Regions from separate parts of the Mus musculus genome. Here regions 2 and 3 are each linked to region 1. The links are chromatin contacts, called in public HiCAR-type maps. All regions are on one chromosome and are shown on one strand. The core of a region is the stretch at or near the end of the contact, and the rest is flanking DNA. Distances in the headings are between cores, read along the strand shown. Region 1 holds the start of 5031426D15Rik (RIKEN cDNA 5031426D15 gene). Region 2 has its middle 300 kb from the start of 5031426D15Rik. Region 3 has its middle 330 kb from the start of 5031426D15Rik.

Region 1 (4,527 bases), core at 1,450-3,949:
GTGCGCGTTCTCTCTCTCTTGCTCTCTCTCACTCTTTCTTGCTCTCTCGCTCACTCTCTTGCTCTACCTCACAACAGAACTGCCAGAATGGTGATATTCTCTCCATTTTACAAATGAGAAAACTGAGGTTGACAGATGCAGAGTCAGTCGATCAAGGCCCCATAGCTGAGAAGTGGCAGAGGGAGTGTTTGAAACCAGGTCCATCTGGCTCTAAAGTTTATATGCTTTACACTGGGCCACACTGAGCAAGTATGCCCTGGCTACCTAGGGGAGGGGTATGGAAGTACTCATGTGAACTGGGTTTTTACCTCCAGCTATGCAAGACTACCCCCAGACTTTATAGCTTCAGATCATTAGGATCTGAGCAACCAGGACGGAGTGATTGCCTGTGGGCTACTCAGCGCTCCTTGGATGGACCTTGGATTCATCGTTAGATGAATCAGTTCAGAAGCATAATTTCACAATGACAGTAAGGACAGCAGAAATTAGTAACCTATTCAATTTACCATGACTATGTAGAGTATCCTCTAGTGTGCTTTCAAATCACCATTTCACAGTTTCAAAAGCAGAGGTTTTGATAAAGACCTGAAATCGCTATTTAACCTGCATTGGAGGTGGATGGCTCAGTTCTAAGCTGTGGTCCCCCTGGCTCCAGCACTCTTATCCATGGTTCTATACTCTCAGCCAAGTACGGCAACTGTAATTTCAATAGTAAAGTAAGAAGCTGACCCTGGAATACTAATATTGGGACATTCTTTGCCTATATGGCTGAGGTCAAGGAAGCTGTGGGGATCCCTTCATACAGCTCACACAAGGCAGAAAGTGGCAACGCGACTTTCAGGCACCCTGTGCATGTCTCAGTGGTTTAACTGCCTAACCAAGCTCTTCCTGCTTCCTTCTAGGTCCCATTACAAATAAAATCATCACTTGGAATTGTCTAGACCTAAGTAAGTTAGGGGAGATTACACTAGAAACAAATGGGAAAGAAAGGACAACTGAGAATCTGTTTGCCCGGCCTTTTAAGTTGTCTCATGTGGATGGATCAGCTCACAGATAATTTTATAGCAGCATCCTTCTTCCTTTTCCCTCTGTGTTTGATGGAGAGCTTACAAAACATCGATATCGAGTTATTTTCCTTTATTGCTGCTGCAAAACTTGCCTTAATAAGAAAGGAAAGAAAGAAAAATGGAAGCTTGTGGTCTGTCCACTCTATTTCTTCCAGAGAATCCCACAATCAAGGTTTAAGTCCTTTAAAACTCTTCTTTAGAGAAGGCATCTTCCAGTTGCTAGTATAAAATTCTCCAGGCCCCATACTAGCTTATAGATCTCTCTTTAGGGAAGTTACCTTTTCTCAGGTAACAGCTGCCAAGTGGTCAAGTAGGTATATGCCTCAGAGGAACTCAGACTTGGAGCACACATCTCTTTCCCCTGCATATAAGAAAAGTGGCTTGAAACCTGGTTATTGGCTTCTGTGAGCCTCGCTGCTAGCTTCTCTGCCATCTTATTAAATGCTGTGTACTGGATAAGGCAGTAAACCACCTGATCTAAAAGAACCACAAAAAGTGGATTGCACACAGTAGATGGCATTAAGATCTCACATCCTCCTGTAATGAGCCAGACCGTGCTTCCCCACGCTCGCTGTCAATGGTCCCACTCCACTCCACTCTCCAGCGCCTCAGGATTTAGTATAGCATACTCCACAGGATGACCCTCAAAGTCCTGCAAGGTAGCCACTTTCTTCCTATTCTATTTGCTTTATGGCACTCTGGACTTCTAGTCTTTTCCACATCTGATCAATCTTAGTCTCTACGATTAAGCCAGTCTTTCTGATGATTCACTCGCACTGCCTTATGTATTTCTATGTGACCTATGGTACTGGGCAATTTATTGGAAGACATTTATTATAGGTAATGGTACATTAATGGTATAATAGAATTAACATTTGGTGCATACGCATCTTCTGGGAGTCATCTGCTCTGTGAAGGATGACCCTCGATGCCTTTGTCTGAGTCTAAGAGGATGAACGCACTCGCCAGTGAGTTAAAGCTGTCAGAAGCCCTGTTACAGGGCTGGGAGAAGGAATCAACCTGTAAAGTGCTTGCAATCCAAACCTGAGAATCCTGAGTTCAGAGCCCCAGAAACCACATAAAAAACCACGTGTGTAACAGGAACATCCTCGTGCTGGGGGTGTGTGTTCTAGGGGCCTGTTGACCAGCCAGTTAAATAAACTGGCAAGCGCCAGAACCAATGTGGATCTCTGTGTCCAAAAGGAAGTTGGAGAACAATAGAGAAGGAACTTGTTGTCAATCACATATCTGTACACACACACATACACACACACACACACACACACACACACACACACACACACAAAGAAACTTCTAAACTTGACAAGGTCTGCTTTAGCTAACCATCAAGCTAAGCTTTGGCCAATGGATCCTGTCTCTTCAGCTCTTCTGCCCATCCCCCCTTCCCTTTGTCTCCCGCAGAAAAGAGAAGAACAGAGTGATTGATTTCATCTTCAGAGGACACTGAAGTGTTCAAGGCAGACCTCATGAAATGATGTCCCATTGGTCTTTGCATTGTTCACGTGATTTCATAAGAGAAAGAACTTGGTGTTTATAAACTGATCAGAGAAGACAGAAACTCTTACCACAAGCTAACCTTTTGTAAGATTTTATGCACATGTGTGTGTGTGTGTGTGTGTGTGTGTGTGTGTGTGTGTGTGTATGTATGTATGTGTGTGTGTGTACCATAGCATGCATATGAAGGTCAAAGGGCAATTTACTGGAATCAGCTCTCTCTTTCCACCATGTAAGTTCTGAGTTTCCTACTCAGGCAGGCTTGATAAGAAATGTCTTTACCTACAGAGCTGTCTCACAGACTCTCGCCTTTAACTTCATTTCCTCACCTTCCAAGTGGATAATCATAGTCACAGATATATCTCTTTGTCCTCGGCATCAAATGGGAGATGAACCAGAAGTCACCCTGCAAAGTCTGATCAGAGGCACCATCTTGGTTATCTGTCTCAGGGTTGTTTATGGCTTAAGGGAAATGCTTATGAAGTGTTAAACAGTCTTGGAGGGAGTCGCTAGACTAAATGTGAGTAATTCCTTAGGAGTCAGTAATGGGGACTCTCTGAAAGCTGTACTTTGGAGAAAAAAAAATGTTTACACCGAAATAAGCATGAATCTGTATCTCCGTTTCTGTGTCCATCTGTCTAGAGAGAAGGGTGTATGAAGGGAATTTGACAAGTTTCATCTGGAGAGGAAAACTTGCTCAAGCATGAGGATGCTGTTTCTCTGAAATCTGCACTTGGCTTCTTCCCAGGGATCTGACTTCTCCTGGGCTTTGCAGCTAAATTCTCAGGGATGTATCCTCAGAAGTACTGTCTGTACCAATTCAGCTGCTTCTAGAATGAGCCACATTTCAAAAGAGAGAAAAAAAAAAGAGAGAGAGAACAAACTGAAGAGTCAAGGAGATGAAAGTGAGAACACCAGCCATATGCCCAAGATATTCTCCACCATACCCTGGGGTTCTCCAGAGCCAGCGTATGGAGTGTGGAGCATCCTGGGGAAGCTTCCATGGAGAGACTCTAAGTTGGGTAGCTCAGTTTTGAAGGATTACATCACAGTCTGCTTCTCAAACATGTTAGAAAACAGAGAAAGAACAGGCCCACATTACCCTGCTGTGTATGAGGCAGGTGCTTTTGGTGGTGTGTTTTAAGAACAGGCTGATAAATTTCCCCTATCCCAGCATGTCCCAGACCAACTGTCATTATTCCTTGAGTTACTTTATGTTATGAATTTATATATATATATATATCAGTTACCAAAGTCAGCTCAACTTTATCAACCCATTTCCATATTGTGCTTTACTGTCAATAAGAGGTTGTGATTACCTTCCATAAATATTTGTTTAACTTTTATATTTTGTGTTCAGAATACAAATATTCTTTTCTTTTTTAAAGCAATATCACATGTATTTTACAAGTCCAATCAATCTAACATGGATTCTGTAGTTTGCTTTTCTGTTGCTGTGATAAATGCCATATCCAGAAGAAACTTAGGGAAGGAAATCATTTATTTCAGCTTTCACTTTAAGATCGCAATCCATCATTGAGGGAAGTCAGCACTGAGAACATGGAGAAGGTTGCCTACTGGCTTGCTCACTGTGTCATGCCCAGTTTGTTTTATTATACAGCTCAGGACCACATGCCTAGGGATGGTGCCACCTGGAGTGGACTGGGCCCTGCCACATCGATTAATCAAGACAGTCTCTCACAGATATGTTCAGAAACCAGTCTAATTCAGATAGTTCTACCATTAATGTTTCCTCTTCCAAGCTGAATTCTAGGTGGTGTCAGGTTGGCATTAAAAACTAAGCTACACAGTAGGGAACCAAACCAGGGTTGCTTGGAATATTCTCAAACCTTTAGCCTAGGTTAGTCAGTATATTTCAACCTTCTAAGAGTATTACATATTTTTTTCTCCTTGGATCCTTTTGGTCCATCAGCAGAAGGGCTGT
Region 2 (4,577 bases), core at 1,703-4,202, 290 kb before region 1:
CTCTACCTTTGTTTAGATGGTAGCAGGATGTAGTGGAGAAAATTAGAGTATCACATACTGACAAAGCAAGGTTTAACTGCATAAAGTCCATTTCCCAGTTCATAGTGACCATAGGCAAGGTCACCTCGGCTTCTTTATCTTCAAAGTAGAAATAGAAATAGTGTATTTCTTTGTCATGTGTACTTAGGAATTACATTATGTAGCAGATATCCACCCATATGCAACATTTAGAACATGCTATGTGTACAGAGCAAAAGAAATTTTAAGATGGATTTTTTTCATAGATCTCAATTTCAATCACACATCCCTTAACACCAACTCCATAATCAGCTTTAGATTGAAAAAAATAGATTAAAATTAATTTCAAAATACATCTAGCTGTGTGGTGCAATGGCCTGCTGCCAGCCTCCCAGGCTGAATTCAATCCCCAAGTTCCTCATGGTGGAATGAGAGAACCAGTGGTCACACATTGTTCTCTGACTCCCACATGCCCACTGTGAAATGTATGTGCATAAGCATGCACACACAAATGCATTACACACACACACACACACACACACACACACACACACACACACACACACACACACACACATAAACACTTATACCCACAGGCATGCAAATAAAGAAATACTTCTTAAGTTTAATCCATATAACCCTAAACTATATCAGGTCTCACTCTTTCTTCCTTCATTCACTCCACTTTAATATTTTCATATGCTTCCAAGTTTCATAATAAAATCCCTTAGGAGGAGGTCACTGTCTGTACTGGCTAGTTTTACATCAACTTGACATAATCTAAAGTTATCTAAAAAGAAGGAGCCCCAATTGATAAAAATGCATCTATAAGACCTGTACGGCATTTTCTTAATTAGTGATTGAAGTAGGAGGGCCCAGTCCATTGTGGGTGGGGTCACCCTGGGTTGGTGGTCTTGGGCTCTATAAGAAGCAGGCTGAGCAAGCCACGGGGGAGCAAGCCAGCAAGCACCACTCCTCCACAACCTCTGTGTCAGCTTCTGCCTTTAGATTTCTGTCCTGTTTGAATTCTTTCCCTGGCTATGATGTGAAAGTGCAAGCCAAATAAACTCTTTCCTCCCTGACTTCTTTATGGTCAAAGTGTTTTGTTGTAGCCATAGAAACCCTAACTAAGACACTGGCTTTATTTCTGATTCTGAGTAGCTACAAATGACTTAATCGTACATAACCAACAAATAGTTGGCTTGTTGAGTCATTAATTCATTCAGTTGTAAGTCAACAGAATACTACAAGGAAATGTTAGCGAACAAGAAGTCTGCTAGCCAGAGGGAGAATAGCACAAAGTGTACTTCTCTAGCATTTCAAGGGTATTTGTGAAGGCCTGCCTGAGATGGCTGAGTTTTTTGTTTTGATATTTTATTATATTTCAGGACTTGGTCTCTTGTATCTCAGCTTGGCCATATAATGACTACATAGCCAGGATGCCCCTGACCTTCTGACCCTTTTGTCTCCACCTCCTAAGGGCTCAGATTACAGGCATGCAGCACAACATCTAGTTTCTGGGGATAGAAGTCAGGACTCCATGCACACAAGGCAAGCACTTTGCCAGTTTATCTCTGTCTCCTGTTCTTTCCTAGTTACTATCAGAGATAAATTCTTTCCCTTTCTCTCTATGTATTACCCAGTGGTGTTCTTATGATATGGGTGGAGAAAATGGGACTTCTGGTGAGTCTTACTAACCACTTAACTCTACGAATCACTGTGTTTTCTAATTCTCAAAGCCAAACTGGCTAGTTGAAAATCCACAGTACCCAACAGACACAGTGTCGTCTGGGTGGCAGCTTGCATTAAGCAGGGATGTGATAACCAGACTGAAGATGTCTTTCTAGCAGGGAGCAGGTGGGAAAATGAAACAAGTAGACAGAGAAAATGTTTATTAAAACGCAAATGAATCCTTGTGTGTGTTCTTTGGCTCTTTTGAAATAGAAAAACTGTATGAAGACTGCAGCCCTTCAGTTGCCACCCTCCCCTCTTGACTTATTTCTACCATGACACATGGCACTCACTAATAAACAACCTATAAGACATTTGAAGAGGATGGACTTTAATTTTTAAATGCATACTTCTTTCTAAAATAGCAACCAGAATAGTATAAGTCTCCAGAAGTAAATTAACATTGGATCAAAACCACAGCCCTTTCCTCTGGACCCACCCCCTCCCTGTACTGCACAGGAAGCACTTGGTGGGGCACATGTTGAGCTGTAGGAGCCTGGCCTGCCATCTGACCCTGGTCCACAAGGGCTGCCTCTCAGTCAGCTTCTGAGGAAACAAGGACGTTGCTCATCTGCATCCCTGGCAAGCTGCAGATGCTAAGAGTCTTGGAGCTGGCACATCCCTTTGAGTGCCTCAGCCAGGCAAGTTCTCTTGAAATGTAAAAGACTTCTGAAAGCTTCAGCCATCACAGGGTAACACTTGCTGTCACAATGAGCATAGTTGGGAGAGGACATCGAAGCATCTAGACATCCCAAGGGGGTGAGCCTTTAACAGAGTCAGATTTCTAAGTATGAGGTCATTCTTGTAGGGGCGGGGGTGCTTTAAAAGTTGGACTACAGTTTTAAAGGTTCCCCTGGTTTAGATTTTATCTTTCTGTCTCATGTACTCAATTCAGGGATGCTACAATTAATGAATTATAAGGAATAAGATCTCATTAGTGACCCTAATGGAGTGACCTTTAGGACAGACAACGGAGCATCTTTGCTCCTTGTTTGTCTTATGTCTTCTTTAGTTGTTGTTTAAAACATGTGGCCGGACTAGCCTTAAACTCTCTTGGTCACCAAAGATAACCTTCGATTTCTGATGGACCAGGCTTTGCCTCCTCACTGCTGACATTGTTCCCACTCCCAGGTTGTGTCCTGTGATGCAGGCGACCCAGAGCTTCCTCTGGGTAAGCAAGCACCCTACCAACCGAGCTGCTGCCTCAGCTGTTTACCCTGTGTCTTAATGCACCCTCTGAGAATTCGAAATCGCATCAGCCTTAAGTGGCAATTTCATAACCCCCATTTGCATCTAGAGCCTTTGACACAGTTACAATTTAATGGGTTATAAATACTATAAATAATGGGCTGTAAATCACAACCTCTTCCAGTCTGCAGTCAGAAATAATCTCTTCTGTCCTGAAAAGGGTAATTTCTTGCATATTATTTTGTCCTTAAGGTAAAGAGAAAATGCAATAAACTGGGCATCCTTCTCTTCCTACCCCACGTAGCCCACACCTAAACTTTGCCTTTGTTTTCTACCAGGTGGCAGGGGAGTTTCCCTAGAGCAGAAGGTTTTTATACAGGCTGCCTTGGAGGCTTTCTTTATATATATTTTTAAAAATCCCCCCCTCTCTCTTCTCCTCCATGATAAATAGAATCTGTACTGCCTGACACTGGTGAACAATGGGTGAAATGGATATTAGAAAAATCTCATTTATCTTCTGCTTTATTTCTTGATAGGGGTCCTTGTCACTCGGACTATTGTGTGACCAGCCCTGGAAAGGGCATCTCATTAGTTTTTCTTATCAAGATTGCAGGGTCCTTTGAAACACCAAAGCACTTACATTTTAGATTCAATTAGAAAAGACTGCATGGTGAGTGCATACAGTGTGTGTGTGTGTGTGTGTGTGTGTGTGTGTGTGTGTGTGTGTGTGTGTGTACATGCAGGAGTGAGTGATTTTACCTTAGAGATTCTACTTTGATACAGAGAACTGTCTGCCAGAATGTCCTGGGCTCAGTTTGCACCAGGGTTCAACCTAGCTCTGCACTCTATATGTATTCCCAGGCAGGCTATAGAGATAGGCTCTTAACAGGTCTCCTGATCTGTCAGAGGCAGCATCAGTCTGGGTGAAGAGGCAAAGCAGGCAGTCATCTGTGAAGTCACTGATGTGTGGCTATCTCTACTGGAGTAGTTTGTTTCCAAGCTCCATCAAAAACCTCCTCTTGGCTCCACAAATTTCTGGCAAGTACCCCACCTGGCCTTCTCGACTCACTTCCATGCAGTGGGCTGTTCTGACTTTGGAAAGGTTCACAGTTGCCACCCTGACAACTGGGAGGATATCAACAAATCACAATGGTTTAAAATATGTCATATGGAATTTGAATTGTTTGCATCATTTCAGAACTCCTAGTGACAGACAGGTGAGCTGGGACAACTGGACATCAGGTCACATTTTGGTAAATTTAGCCAATACACTCAGAGAAAGTTCCTCTTCGTGAGCAGCTACAAAAACAAGCCCAAAATAAAAATATCTCCCCAGGCTAGTGAGTAGTCTTCCAAATAGTGGTCTCTTCTAGGAGTACAAGGAAGCTTTCAGGGCAGTAGGGTGCCATGTTGCTCATTTACTGAGTGGTCATAGGATGCTGGTAGCCAACAGGATTGGATTCTTCTTTATGGAGTCCTCTGGAGTCCCGTCCTTCCTCCTGGTGAATGGACACTGTGGAAAAGGATAATAATTTGGAGGATCTGGTTGTGTTCTTAACAATTCTGCACTTTGTTCTTCTCCACATAGGCTTTGAAGGGAGACCCAGTTCTCATGAGACATCTTCAAGCACTTTTGACAG
Region 3 (4,632 bases), core at 172-2,671, 330 kb before region 1:
AATGTAGTATACAGATGTGATGCAAACACACACACATGTGCAAACACATGCCTTCATGCACACACATGCACATACACACAAACATATATGCACACACACATATACACATACAATGTATATGCCTGAAATGCATGCACACACATACACACAAACACACAAACACATATACACATACACCTTTCCTTAACGTTTTGGGAAAAAAGTTTATTTTTAATTTTATTACATATGAATGTGTGCACATTAGTACAGGTACCCACTGAAGCAAGAAGAGGATATCTTGGAGCTGGAGTTACAGGTGGTGTGAGCAACTCTATATATGTGCTGGGGAACTGAACATGGGTCTTCTGCACGAGTAGTATCTGTTCTTAATCGTTGGCTTGTTTCTCCAGCCCACAATTTTTTTTTTAACTATTGAAGTCAAAATTATTCCTAGTGTAAATGACACATATTGAAATGCAACAGAAAGACACAAAATGGTATGTGGGATGTTTAAAAATAATAGTTGAGTCTCTTATAGGAAAAAATTAACTGAAGAGTGTACATATTTAGTGTTTTTATTCCAGTTGGCTAGGAATTAATGCATTAACTGTTTTTGGTAAAACAATAAATAAATAAATTGACAGATACAAAAGCAGTGAACAAAAAAAGAAAACATTGAATTTCTTAGACTCGGTAAGCCTATATCTAGAGAGAGAGTAAATTAACGTCTCAGGTTGCTCTAAGTCACTGTAATAATGGCCTTAATGGTAGCAATTCATGGCTCCTCCTGTAAGGTGTGCATGTATTTGATGTACTCTCCTCAGTCTCCTTCCAAGAGTTACTTCCATAGATTTTGCTAGAATCATGCACATGGTTTTCTCAGGATTCATTCAATCAGTAAAGCAGAGATATTGATTGAATATGGGTAGGGAGAGCCACTAAATGCCAGCATGCCAGGTTTCTTCATTGCCACTATAAGCATTTGTTCAAACTAAAAATTAGTAATGTTGACTACTTTATTCTTCAGTAAACAACATATTCTTAATATCCATCCTATTTATATCTTCCAAAAATAATAACTCTCAAACATAAGAGAAAGCAGTAGATTTCTCTGTATGCTGAAGGTACTCTCCATCTTCCAACTGAGTCACCAGCAATATGGTTGCTCTGCAGTTTACTATGTAGTCAACATGAAATTATCACAAAGCACTGGCTGGGCCGTAGCCCAGACAATTTGATCTCACTTTATGTGTGTGTTGATGCCAAGAAGAGCTCAGGAAGTAAAGAGCACGTGGCTTTGCATGAATGTTCTACACCTCTACCCAATTAGATAGGGTCACAGTCGCCATGTGATTGAGAGGAAAGTCATGTCCCAACTCACTGGAAGGCTTCCGTTAACCAGGCTAAAGGACCTTAGTTAGGCAAGTGAATACATACAACGAATTGTTTGGAATGGCAACAGGGCCTCAGAAATCACAAGCCTGTAATTGTAAGCCAGAGAGCATTTGGATCATGTGCCTGAGACATGTGATGTATGCAGAATGTCCTGCCAACATTTTCAGGGTTGTAAGTCATTTTATAACCCTGAAAGTGACTCCAAATGTTGGCCAGAACTGATATTTGGTTCTGCTCTCTGCTCTTTCCATTCTTTTCTGTCCCAAACTTTGTGTCCTTTCAGCCAAGTAAACTCAGCCTTGTTTTTCAGTGTTAAACAAGGGCTGAATGTCTGTGTCAGGTTCCCCTGGTTGGGATGTAGGTAATGAAGCAGCTGTAGCCCTGAGATCTCTATTCTCTCTCTCTCTCTCTCTCTCTCTCTCTCTCTCTCTCACACACACACACACACACACACACACACACACACACACACACACACATGCGTGCATGCAGAGACAGAGAGAGAGAGAGAGAGAGAGAGAGAAACACACAGAGAAGTCACTGGAGAGACACGGCCAATTTTAGTCCTCTGGAGAGCTTGGAAGGATTTACAGTGAAATGGAAATTTTACTGGATGGAGAATAAAGGCTGAAGTTTTAGTCCCAAGCCTGAAACGCAAAGCAATTGCATAATTATTTTGAACATGAATGTCCTCCGTAAATCAATGGTCCTGAAACTAAACCATGGTGACTTGAAAATGAGCTTTGACTTGGGAATGATTTGCTAGTGATAAATTGAGGAGCCAACACCACTGCCACTCTTGAGGCCAGTGGCACATATTTTCCCAGATTACAGATATCCACTATGGCCATGAGACAGCATTAAATGAGTTCAAATCAAGGAAGCTGGTTCTTTGTAACATTCTAACTGACTGGGGTTTTCTGAGATAAATTATGTGGCGTTGGACCTTAAAGCTCTTTGGAATTGCTAGAGTAAAAATATGAATACTGAAATAATAATTTACTATGTATAGTTATGGTGGGCCAACCATGATATTGCAATTTGCCTCTGTGTGTATGTATTCATTGTACAACATGATTGTACATTGTAAACAGAGTGATTGATTACTCATTTTTCACTCTCTCATATTTCCCCCTACTACTCCCATTAAAAAATTCTTACAGGGACCAGGGAATTCTGACTCCTCATTTATCTAAAAGAGCTTTATGTAGGTATGGTATGATTGGAAGATGGCAAATTAGGAATTGGGGTATAACTATAAAAAAATAAATTGTGTAACCTACAGTAAGATGCAGCTTACATTTTCCTGAAGTTTCTTATACCATGTCTATTTTAATCCAAAGAAAGCAGGAAAGAAAATCAAAGAGAGATCTTGTTTTAAATATGACTATGGTATATATAACATTCTCTCCATAAATATCCAAGAGCTATTTAATGCTAGAATCTGATACTTGACCAAAAGCAATTCTATTTCCTTATTCAGTTTATAACCTTGGTAATCTCCCTAAATTCTGAAATACTCGGTGAAGACGCCACATCAACTTACACCACAGGCATGAGTAATGGAGGGGCTTCTTGGGGTGCCCCTTTGTGTATGTTTGTTCATGTGTTTCATTTTTCACTGTTACATTTTATTTATGTAAAGAGAATGTTTTAAAAAATAGGGACTGACAGCAAAATGAGCTCCCTGACAGCCTAACAAAATGCCTGCCATAGAAATTGTGGCTTCCATTTGTAACTTGCAGGCTCTCACTGCAAGTATTGAAATTACAGGTTCATTCCCTGCCAGAGCTCAAAGTCACATATGTGTAGGGTTCCATTCTGAAAAGCAGCAGGTGTTTCTCTTTCATCTTGACTTTCTCCACACATTAAATATCAAAGAAAACCACTGGATTGAAAACTTCTCTGCCTCTGTCTCTGTCTGTCTCTCTGTCTCTATTCTTCTGTCTCTCTGTGTCTCTGTTTTTCTGTCTTTTTCTGTCACTCTGTCTCTGTCTTTCTCTTCCCCCACCGTGTGTGTGTGTGTGTGTGTGTGTGTGTGTGTGTGTGTGTGTGTGTGTGTGTGTGTGAACAAGCTCACTATGTCATTATGTAAGTTTTCTTCCTCACACACAAGACCTGGAAGAAAAAGGCTACTGAAGCCGAAATACTTCAAAACTCCTGACAGAATAATTTACAGTTAGACTGGGGGGGAGTTCCTCAAAATAACTAAGAGTGAGACCATCAAGGAGAAAGACAAGAGAAGATCCCGGCTCTTTAGTACCAACAACAGAAGTTGTAAATAGAAAGTGAGTGGTGCCAAGGCCTTGCTGTAGCATTCATTTTATCCAGGAATGGCATGGGAGACATTTTGAAGATTTTCCAGTCTAAGATGGCTCCTTGATTTAGATAAGAGAAGAATTTTTGCTCACCAGATGTGTGTAGCTTAAGACAGTCAGATTGATACTGACCTAGGGATACAACATCTTTCATGGTTAGTGACTGTCTGTTGCTCTAGGCAAGAATAACATCCTGGAATTAGTACATCCCAAAGGATTTTAATTAGCACCAAAGACAAAATTAGATACTCTGGGAGTCTCTGTTGTTTCACCTTGGGGCTTCAGGAGTTGGATGGAGCTGGGAGGCAGACTGCTTTATCATCTTTAATGAGGTTTAAGGAAATATTTAAAACTCTATCTTGTATGAATGGGAGGCAAGGGAGAACTATCTGAATGAAATCACAGAAATGTAACTCAGTGTTACAAATAGCTCCCTACTTACATTCAATAATCAATCAATAATCAATGAATTTCCAGCTCTCCTAGTCTCTCCTCAACTTAATGAGTACTTCTTGGGTAAGCCCATCTAGCTTCACACTAGGACTAAGTAAATGGTGTGACTATTTTTAAAAGATTATTCTCTCTCTCTCTCTCTCTCTCTCTCTCTCTCTCTCTCTCTGTGTGTGTGTGTGTGTGTGTGTGTGTGTGTGTGTGTGTGTGTGTGTGTGTATGTGTGTGTGTGATATCTGTATGGAGACCATGTCTTCTGAAACTGGAGTTACAAGAGATTGTGAGTTGCCCAGCAGGGACAATGGGACTAGAACTCTGGTCCTTTGGAAGAACAGAAAGTTCTCTTAACCACTGAGCCATCTCTATAGCCCCAGGGTAAGATTTAAGGAAAGTCCCAGAGCTTCTACCTTGTCACAGGTCTCCCTCGCTTGTCCCTAATTCCTTGAAAAAAGAGCAAAGAGTCTTAACAAGAACAAAATCTAACTAGAAA

The links. HiCAR-type assays count read pairs that join an accessible place to other places.
Region 2: a HiCAR-type map of fibro-adipogenic progenitors shows a contact between it and region 1, with 3 times the contacts expected there. The contact joins the enhancer-like site here to the promoter of 5031426D15Rik in region 1. A contact is called at or near these places in 3 of 39 promoter capture datasets (hippocampal neurons, pre-B cells and stem cell-derived epiblast-like cells), 1 of 484 Hi-C or Micro-C datasets (cerebral cortex) and 1 of 115 datasets of contacts at active chromatin or transcription factors (fibro-adipogenic progenitors).
Region 3: a HiCAR-type map of fibro-adipogenic progenitors shows a contact between it and region 1, with 3 times the contacts expected there. The contact joins the enhancer-like site here to the promoter of 5031426D15Rik in region 1. A contact is called at or near these places in 6 of 39 promoter capture datasets (the 3T3-L1 cell line, epiblast stem cells, frontonasal cranial neural crest and 3 more), 2 of 484 Hi-C or Micro-C datasets (cerebral cortex and uterus) and 1 of 115 datasets of contacts at active chromatin or transcription factors (fibro-adipogenic progenitors).

Annotation. Positions count from the first base shown.
Region 1 is chr2:6,926,894-6,931,420 of GRCm38.p6, reverse strand. It overlaps 5031426D15Rik (RIKEN cDNA 5031426D15 gene), which reads left to right and starts at 2,699. Exons shown (of 1, transcript NR_027890.1): 1 at 2,699-4,527. It also overlaps a transcript of Celf2 not described here.
Region 2 is chr2:7,221,451-7,226,027 of GRCm38.p6, reverse strand. It overlaps a transcript of Celf2 not described here. Among named protein-coding and RNA genes, the nearest start is that of 5031426D15Rik, 300 kb to the right of the region's middle. Within about 2 kb of position 2,952, at least 20 of the 459 cell types and tissues checked have an H3K27ac peak or open chromatin away from gene starts, as enhancers often do. A contact at or near this core is called in fibro-adipogenic progenitors, where this site is marked.
Region 3 is chr2:7,257,205-7,261,836 of GRCm38.p6, reverse strand. It overlaps a transcript of Celf2 not described here. Among named protein-coding and RNA genes, the nearest start is that of 5031426D15Rik, 330 kb to the right of the region's middle. Within about 2 kb of position 1,421, at least 29 of the 459 cell types and tissues checked have an H3K27ac peak or open chromatin away from gene starts, as enhancers often do. A contact at or near this core is called in fibro-adipogenic progenitors and uterus, where this site is marked.